3 separate regions of the Sus scrofa genome follow, and all the other regions are linked to region 3. The links are chromatin contacts, called in public promoter capture Hi-C maps. All regions are on one chromosome and are shown on one strand. Each heading gives the region's core, a stretch centred on a gene start, on an enhancer-like site or on the middle of the called end of the contact. The rest is flanking DNA. Distances are from core to core; before and after follow the strand shown. Region 1 holds the start of LOC110259951 (tektin-4). Region 2 holds the start of MRPL28 (39S ribosomal protein L28, mitochondrial). Region 3 holds the start of RPUSD1 (RNA pseudouridylate synthase domain-containing protein 1).

Region 1 (2,730 bases), core at 182-2,681, 270 kb before region 3:
GGCCGAGGAGGAGCTGGCCCTCCAGGACCGGGCACTGGGCCGACCATTCACCGGCCTCCACTCGAGCCCTGCCCACAGCAGCTCCACGCAGTGGCCGGTAACACCACTCCCCAAATAGGGACACTGAGGCCCCAGGGGCCTCCCGTCCAGCCTCATGGTAAAATTCAGGGCCAGATCCAACCCGGGAGTCCCGGGAGCCTTCAGCCCACGAGCACCACTCCCCTCTGGACAAAAGGCAGGAGGCCGAGGGGTCTGCCACTGGCCGGGGCCAGGGCCGGTTTGGCCAGAGCGCCCACCCCGAAGACCGTGGCCTGTCTCAGGCGAGTCAGACTTCCACTCTCACGCAAGAGCGCCACCTGCTGGCCCACCCGCCATGCCCCAGGGTCACGCCCTGCCAGGGAGTGCAGTCCTGGTCCCACGTGTTCTGGCTGCTTCCCCGGGTCAGACCCCAGGCAGCTCCGCCCTGCTGTGGCCACAGGGAAAGGACGGTGTGTGAGGGGCAGGTTCTAATAAAAGCTAGGCGGTGGCCCCTCCTGTGCCCCCACCCCGGCAGGCTCTGTGTGTCCCCTGCCACCTGGAAACCGAGCACAGAGAGGCTCAAGGTCGTTCAGGCTGTCAGCCCCAAGGACAGGCTCTGGGTTAGGGAGGTCTCGGGCTGCTGTCCCCAAAACTTACATTTATAAAGCACCTACTGTGTGCCGGCTGGTATGGATGCCGTCAGCCAAGTGAGGGGTGCTGGCTGAGGGTGACGCCTGTGGGAGGAGGGCAGGGGGCCCAGGCCCAGGCCGAGCCCAGGCTGGTGGGTCTGAGGCGGTCCAGGGGCTCCTGCAGCACAAGTAGGGGACAGAGCCATGGTGGGAGAGGCCCAGGGGCAGGGGCCATGGACTCTGCTGGGGGCACTATGTGGATGTCCCGCTGTGAAGACTGGGGGTGTCCCACAGGAGGAGCCAGGGCGGGGGGCGGGGGAGGTCATCTGGGCCAGATGGTAGGCTGGGCTGTGGCAAGAGAACCACTGGCACCCTGGCGCCTATGTGCGGCACAGCATTTTGTGGCCAATGGTGCCCTCTGCTGGTCATGTTGGGCACTGCCCAGGGGCTCAGGCTCCCGGCCCAGGCCCAGGGTACTTGGAGATGTGTCTCACCACCCCAACTCCCAGGCCCTGGGTGGCCTTGGAGACACTGTCTCCAGGACAAGACCTGCCTCCTACATGTGGGGAAGATTTGGGCATCTGATTCCAGGCACATCCACTGGAAGGTGAATCCAACTCCCCATCAGAGACTCCTGCGTGCCCAGGGGGCAAGCCCCACTGGGACAGCTAAGACGCAGGAGACAGGGCTGGCCTCCAAGTATGCCAGGCATGTGACAGATGTGGCCAGGACAGGTAGGGCTGGGGCCTGCCTGGTCCTTTAAGAGGGCCTTGCGGTGGGGGGGGGTTGCTGTCCCCATCACCTAGCAACAGGAGAGCTTGATGTGTACCTGTCTCCAGGAGACCGGGAGCCACGTCCTGCTTGGGGACAGAGTGGCCGGAGCTGCCCTGCTGACTGTGCTAAGCAGCCTTCCTCTCTCTCCCCCTCCTACCTGTGCCTGGGCGGCACCATGGCACAGACGGACATACTCACGACCAAGCAGCCCGCCCCGCAGACAGTGCTGGCGTGCCAGCTACCCCGCAAGCTGTACGATGTGGCCCAAAACACGGGCGCCCACACATCCTCTGGCCTGGCCACTGCTGGCTTCCGCACAGCTAAGTACCTGGCAGACGAGTGGTTCCAGAACTGCTACGCCCGCTACCATCAGGCCTTCGCCGACCGTGACCAGTCAGAGCAGCAGCGCCACGAGAGCCAGCAGCTGGTGGCTGAGACGGAGGCGCTGGCACAGCGCACACAGAAGGACTCCATGAAGAAGGTGGGTGAGCACCTGCAGGACACACACTGCTGGAAGTCAGAGCTACAGCGCCACGTGGAAGAGCTGGTCGCAGAGACCGACCTGCTGCTGGCCCAGAAGCAGCGGCTGGAGCGTGCCCTGGACGCCACAGCCCTGCCCTTCTCCATCGCCACAGACAACCTGCAGTGCCAGGAGCGCCGCCAGCACCCCGACCTCGTGCGCGACTGGGTGGAGATGGAGCTGCTGAAGGTTCGGTCCCTCTGGGTCCCGGGGACGGCCAGCCCAGCCGCCCCACCTCTCGCCAGGGAGTGTGGGAAGGCGTGTGCCCCACAACACAGCTGGCAGAGGCCTTGGTGCCCATGTACCACGTGGCTGCACACAGCACAGGGAGCCTGAGCCCTCAGCACACACGCAGGCAGAGGGCAGAAGCTGGCTCTGCGTGTAGGTCTGGGACAGCCGGGCAGGGGGCAGGGGCAGGGGCAGGGCTCATGCTGTCCAGAAGGGAGGTGCCCTCCCTGGCCCCAGAAACCGGGCCTGTCCTTCTCACAGCCCGGCCTTACAGTGGGTGCTGGGCAAAACCAGGCTCCCTCCAAGGCGGGCCCAGCCAGGCTAGTGGCACTGTGGCCTGGGCTGGGGCTGGACTGGGCCTGGAGTGGGCCTGGGCTGGGGCTAGACCTTGGCCTATGTCCCCTCACCTTGGTCGGGGGTCCAGGGCTCCTGCTGTGCCCCTGCCCCCACTACGGCTCACACTGGGGGCGGAGGCAGGGCCCAGGCCGTGGCAGCATCCACACCTGGATGCATGTTGGAACGTTTGCCCAAGGATGGGACAGTTGGGGGCCACTGGGGCAG
Region 2 (2,700 bases), core at 71-2,570, 320 kb after region 3:
GATGACCAGCGACAACTATTACTACACCCACAGCATCTGGCACATGCTGCTGGCTGGCAGCGCTGCGTTCCTGCTGCCACCAAGGGACCAACACACCGAGCCCTGGGCCTGCTCCCAGAAGCTCACCTGCCACTATGATATCTGCAGGAACCGCCAGGAAGAGCTGTACACAGTGACATGACGTGGCCCGCTTGGGGACACCTGCGGCTTTGATGATTTCTCCGGCCAGGGGCAGGACCAGGGGAGAGGTACCCTGTCCAGATGGATTTCCAGCCGAATAAAATTGCACTGCTGTGCTCTCACTTCCTCCTCCTCCGGAGGCAAGGCCACACCCCCAGCTCCCTTATGCCTACTGGCTGCCAGCTACCCGGTCCCTCTGCAGGGCCCAGCGGGTGTCTGCAGTGGCTCCTGAGGCCTGGCCCTGGCTGCCTGGAGACCACAGGTACCAAGTGGGGAAGCCCCTGTGGTCTGCTGGCCTGGAGATGGTTGGAGGGAAACGTAGAGTAAGATGGCTGTGTCGCCCTGTTCCTGTGTGAGGCTGTGCTCTGGCACTTAGGCTGGTAGCTGTGCCGCCGCGTGGCTCCTTGACCCCTTGTGCCCCAGCAGGATGCCCCCTGCTGATGCATTTGCCACGGGAAGGGGCGATCGTGCCAAGGGAGCTGATGGCACTGGGTGGCCTAAGGGCTAGCTGCCACGAGGGCATGGGGAAGGCTGGCTTCTGGCTGGCTGGCCACCCCTACCCCTTCACGTTGGCTCCAAAACTGGGAGGCCTTCGTGGAGAGGAGGCTCCAAGATGCTCTGGGAGTGCTGGGCTCCCAGGGCACACCTTGTCCCAACTCTACCCCACTGCCCTCTGGGTTCCTGGGCCCTTGTCTAGTGAGCATCTCCTTGAGAAGAGAAGGGGACGGCGGCCACCCTGACCTCGCTCAAACACGTGTCTGCAGAGGGGGCTCCTGGGGACCTGGCCTAACCTCTCTCGTGGTGAAAGCAGGGTAAGGGCTGCTGACCACCCCAGGAGGCCCTCCCTAAGGTAGGCTGCGGGGGGCCACTGTCAGTGTGAGGGTGCTGAGCCCAGGGTGGGTGGGGGCCCGCAGCCCTCTCACCTCTGGACCTGGCATCTTGCCTTCCGAGTCCCATCCAGGATATGGCCTCCCGGGAGGCTTCCCACACCCGCAGTTACCCAGCACTTGGCCACCGTAGCATTCTCCAGGCTTGTAATGGGGAAATATTTATATAAGGTATTTCGGGGGGGGATTTTTTCAGACATTGAAGACATTTTTCTGTAGCTCTGATTTCACTGTGATTGATGAATTTAATATTCTACACTGATGTTTCAAGGTAAAAAGAGTCTTTGCATTGCTTTCTGCGCTCGTTCTGGGAGGAGGGAAGGTGGCCAAGCCTCTGGAAACGGGCCCATTCTTGCCGGCCCCACACTTGCCGACGATCCCTGGGGCTGCCACCATCTCTGCAGGAAGTTTTCCACGGTCCCTAAGGACCAAAGAGGGGGCGGGACGAGCTGGGTAGACGGACTGGCTTGCAGCCAATCAGCGGCGGTTGGAGAGCAGGGTGCCGCGGCACGACTTCCGTTTCCGGCGAGGCCCTGGGCTCCGGAGGCTGGCGCGGCTGATCCTGGCTTGCAGTGGGAGTCACGCGGCTTTGCGCGCGGGGCCGGGGTGAGGGTGTTGTCCCACGTCCGGCCGCCGCGCGTGACCGCGGTCCCTGCCTCCCGCCAGCCTCGCCGCGATGCCCTTGCACAAGGTCCCTGTCGGCCTGTGGAAGCAGCTCCGGCTGTGGGAGGGCATCTATTCCCGCCTGCCCCGGCACTACCTGCGCTCCCTGGAGGAGGCGCGGACGCCCACTCCCGTGCACTACAGGCCTCACGGGGCCAAGTTCAAGATCAACCCCAAGAACTGGCAGCGGGAGCGCGTGGAGGACGTGCCCATTCCGGTTCACTACCCCCCGGAGTCCCAGCTGGGGCTGTGGGGCGGCGAGGGCTGGGTGCTGGGTCACAGATACGTCAACAACGACAAGGTGAGCGAGCAGGACGGGCTGGCGCGGTACCTCCCGGGCCTTGCCGCCCGGCTCCGGCTGGGGTCTGGAGGTACCTGGAGAGGAAGGGGACTCTGCTCGGGAGGAGGGCTTACGGCCCGGCGGACACAGCTCCTTTCAGGATGGGGAGGAGGCCTGAGTCTTGAGAGGGGGTGGGGGGCGAGGCCTAAGGAGACCTGTCGGCTTCACCCTCACCCCCACCTATCCTGACACCGGCAAGGCTGGCACTGCCCTGCCCCCTTTAGAATGGTCGAGAGACTAACCCGGGGGGCAGATCACCCCAGTCCGCCCCTGATGCCCCCAGTGCCTTGCTGCCTCTGATGGGGAACCTGGAGGAGCTGCCGAGCCCTCGGGGTGGGGATTTGTGTCTTTGATGTCTCCTTGGCCTTTGGGCCCTTAGGCTCTGGTTTGGACCGTGAAACCCCGTGGACCCTGCAGTTACGGTTGTGTGTGACCCTGCCACCTCGGCAGGGTCGGGGGAGAAGCGGACCTCTGGGCAGCCAGGCCCCCGAGTGGAGGCTGACAGGTGCAGCTCCCCGGCCCGATGTCACCAAGCCTCTTGCTCCCTCAGCTCTCCAAGAGAGTGAGGAAGGTGTGGAAGCCGCAGCTGTTCCAGCGCGAGCTCTACAGTGAGATCCTGGACAAGCGGTT
Region 3 (2,700 bases), core at 65-2,564:
GGTGGTCCTCCTGAGGGGTCCTCGTGGTCAGATTCAGGATAGGCTGTGCAGGCCCCTGCTTGTGGCTGCACAGAACCCACCTGCACCCCAGTGCCCACTGGGTCATCCCTCAGCACCAGAAAAGCACGGTCGCCGCCCGTGGAGGTGACGTTGATGTAGTCCTCCAACACAGGGGGCCGCCTCAGGACAGGATTGCGGGCGGCTGGCGAGGCTCCGGTGCAGCCCTCCTCAGCCCCAGTGTCCGAGGGTCTGGGAAGGGACCAGGGCCATCTCGAGATCCACCCTCGGTTACCCAGCCCTCCCAAAGGCACAGAGCCCTTGGGATCTTTGTCCCAGGAACAGGATCCTTCCAAGGTCCCCCCAGGAAACCTGTGCCCTAGGCCACACACCCGCTGCCCCACAGCTCAGCGGGGACCTCAGGACTCGGTGGCAGAATGATGTCCCGAGTGGGGGAATCAGGAGGCAGCAGATCTTCCATTTCGTCGGGCCTGAAGTTCAGCCTCCTGGCGGCCTCCAGCCTGGACCGTTTGATCCTAGGGGCTGGGGAGAAACAGCGGTCCTTCCCCGGCCTCACATCCCACCCCTACAGCTTTGAACCCCTGCAAACGTACTAGGAGGCAGGGATATGGTCCCCTGGATGTCAGCCGTCAGCTGCCTCTTCTTGGCACCGCCACTACCGCCTTTTGGAGGTCTGCCTGGAGAACAGTGAGTGGCAGCGTCCCCTCCAGCAATGGCCTCCTCGAACGTCAGGCGGGGCCGGCCCATGGTGGGGGCAGGCCGGAGGCTCCTGGAAGGTGTCAGGGCGGCTGTTCCTGCGGAGAGAAGACTCACTGCAGCCGCTCAGGGCAGCCCGTCGGCACAAACAGCACAGCCACAGCTTCTGCGGTGCGCGGCGCTGCAGCGCCGAGCTCTCTCTAAAGGCGGTTCCTGCCTCCCGGCCTTGGCGCTTCCCCTCCCCTCCCAGCAGCCCTCCCGAACGCCCCGGGCAAGCCGGGATCCTCCCGAACTACCCGGGACGAGCTCGCACCCACCTTCCAGCTCCGCCAGCACCTCCAGCTCAGCTGCGAACTGGCTGTCGAAGTCATCATCCTCTACACCGTACAGCTCCCGCTCGTAGTCCTCCATGGCCCGCCAGCCACTGGCTCCGAACCTCCCGCGCCGCGCGCGCAGCCCACGCCCGGAACGTCCCGGCGCCGCCAATCAATGGCAGGCGTGCCCGGCGGCTCACGCCATTGGTCAGTGGGCGGGGGCGGGGTGGGGCGGGGGCGGGGCTGCTCGGGCAGGCTGGGCGGGCCAGAGTCTGTGCGCTGAGACTGGAGCGGTGGATCCTAGGCGCTCTCCATTGGTCAGCAGGGCCGCCAATCTATGCGTGGGCGGGGACGGGGGCGCGCAGGCCCAGCCCTGAGAGGTTTAGCTCTGCGGTCGCCACGGCAGTTCCGGTGCCCCTAGGCCACAAGGCGTGGAGACTCGAGGGCAGGAGCCAGGGCCGGTCGGAGGCATCGGGGTCCTGGACGGCGCAGCCGAGCTGCAGGTCGGTTCTGGAGTGGGCCGGGGCGCGAGGGGCTCACAGCCGAAGTCCGACAAGCACCCCTCGGCCTGTGCCCATCGGACGCGGGAGGCTGGGGTTCCACGGAGCGGAGGCAGAGCAGGGGGTGTCTACGTGGGCAATGGAGGCACTATTCTCTGCCCTGAACCCAGCCTCACTCGGAAAAAGGCCCCTGTCGCGCGGCCGGAGCCTCTCTGGGAAGGGCTCCAGGAGGCAGGGTGGAAAGCAAGATTGCTTCTCCCCAGGCCCAGGTCCTTGGGCAGGACGGCCCCAGGCGAGCCCAGAGCAACTGGCCAGGCACACCCCCCGCCCCCACCCCCCCCCCAAGCTGGTAGATACTCTGCTACTTGACTCAGGGGTGAGGGTGCAGGCGCCCAGTAGGTCTACGAGCTTGCCTGACAGATAGCTTCCACAGTTTCAGACCCAGGACCCCGGGGAGCCAGGGTGTCCATGCCAGGTGAGCAGAACTCTGACGTGGGCACCCAGGAACCCCACTCCACGCACTTCCGTGTTGCAGGCACCACCATGGAGCCAGGCAGCGTGGAGAACCTGTGCGTTGTATACAGGAGCCATGACTTCCTGGTGGTGAACAAGCACTGGGACGTGCGCATCGACAGCAAGGCTTGGAGGGAGACGCTGACCCTCCAGAAGCAGCTGCGGCACCGCTTCCCAGAGCTGGCTGACCCTGACACCTGCTACGGGTTCAGGTGTGCAGGAATGGGGCACAGGTACCCACAGCAGCCTCTGTGGGGAGGAAGCAACCCCCAGCCCAGCCACCGCTGACCCTCTGCCCTACGCCAGGTTCTGCCACCAGCTGGACTTCTCCACCAGTGGGGCGCTCTGTGTGGCCCTGAACAAGGCGGCCGCAGGCAGTGCCTACAGGTGCTTCAAGGACCGGCGGGTCACCAAGGCTTATCTGGCGCTGGTAAGGCTCAGCTGGCCGCTGGGGCAGAGGACTCCAACTCTCCGTCCGCTGTCACAGGCTCTGACTGTCAGCCGGGCTCCCCAGCAGTGGCGGGTGGCCCCTTTAGCAACATGTGACTTCCTGCCTGGCAGGTGCGGGGGCACATCCAGGAGAGCCGGGTGACCATCAGCTATGCCATCGGCAAGAACAGCACAGAAGGCCGGACCCACACCATGTGCATTGAGGGCAC

The links. Promoter capture Hi-C pulls out the DNA fragments that hold promoters and counts their contacts.
Region 1: a contact with region 3 is called in a promoter capture Hi-C map of fetal skeletal muscle, with 8 times the contacts expected there. The contact joins the promoter of LOC110259951 here to the promoter of RPUSD1 in region 3. A contact is called at or near these places in 2 of 5 promoter capture datasets (fetal skeletal muscle and liver).
Region 2: a promoter capture Hi-C map of liver shows a contact between it and region 3, with 5 times the contacts expected there. The contact joins the promoter of MRPL28 here to the promoter of RPUSD1 in region 3. A contact is called at or near these places in 2 of 5 promoter capture datasets (fetal liver and liver) and 1 of 47 Hi-C or Micro-C datasets (liver).

What each region holds. Positions count from the first base shown.
Region 1 is chr3:40,736,634-40,739,363 of Sscrofa11.1, forward strand. LOC110259951 (tektin-4) reads left to right here and starts at 1,432. Exons shown (of 6, transcript XM_021086872.1): 1 at 1,432-2,130. The coding sequence starts at 1,597.
Region 2 is chr3:41,329,092-41,331,791 of Sscrofa11.1, forward strand. MRPL28 (39S ribosomal protein L28, mitochondrial) reads left to right here and starts at 1,321. Exons shown (of 5, transcript XM_005655127.3): 1 at 1,321-2,031; 2 at 2,621-2,700. The coding sequence starts at 1,744. It overlaps TMEM8A (transmembrane protein 8A), which reads left to right. Exons shown (of 12, transcript XR_002342470.1): 11 at 1-992; 12 at 1,264-1,339.
Region 3 is chr3:41,008,408-41,011,107 of Sscrofa11.1, forward strand. RPUSD1 (RNA pseudouridylate synthase domain-containing protein 1) reads left to right here and starts at 1,315. Exons shown (of 6, transcript XM_005662236.3): 1 at 1,315-1,531; 2 at 2,064-2,274; 3 at 2,348-2,471; 4 at 2,603-2,700. The coding sequence starts at 2,072. It overlaps CHTF18 (chromosome transmission fidelity protein 18 homolog), which reads right to left and starts at 1,181. Exons shown (of 22, transcript XM_021086879.1): 1 at 1,032-1,181; 2 at 612-812; 3 at 390-540; 4 at 81-249. The coding sequence starts at 1,125.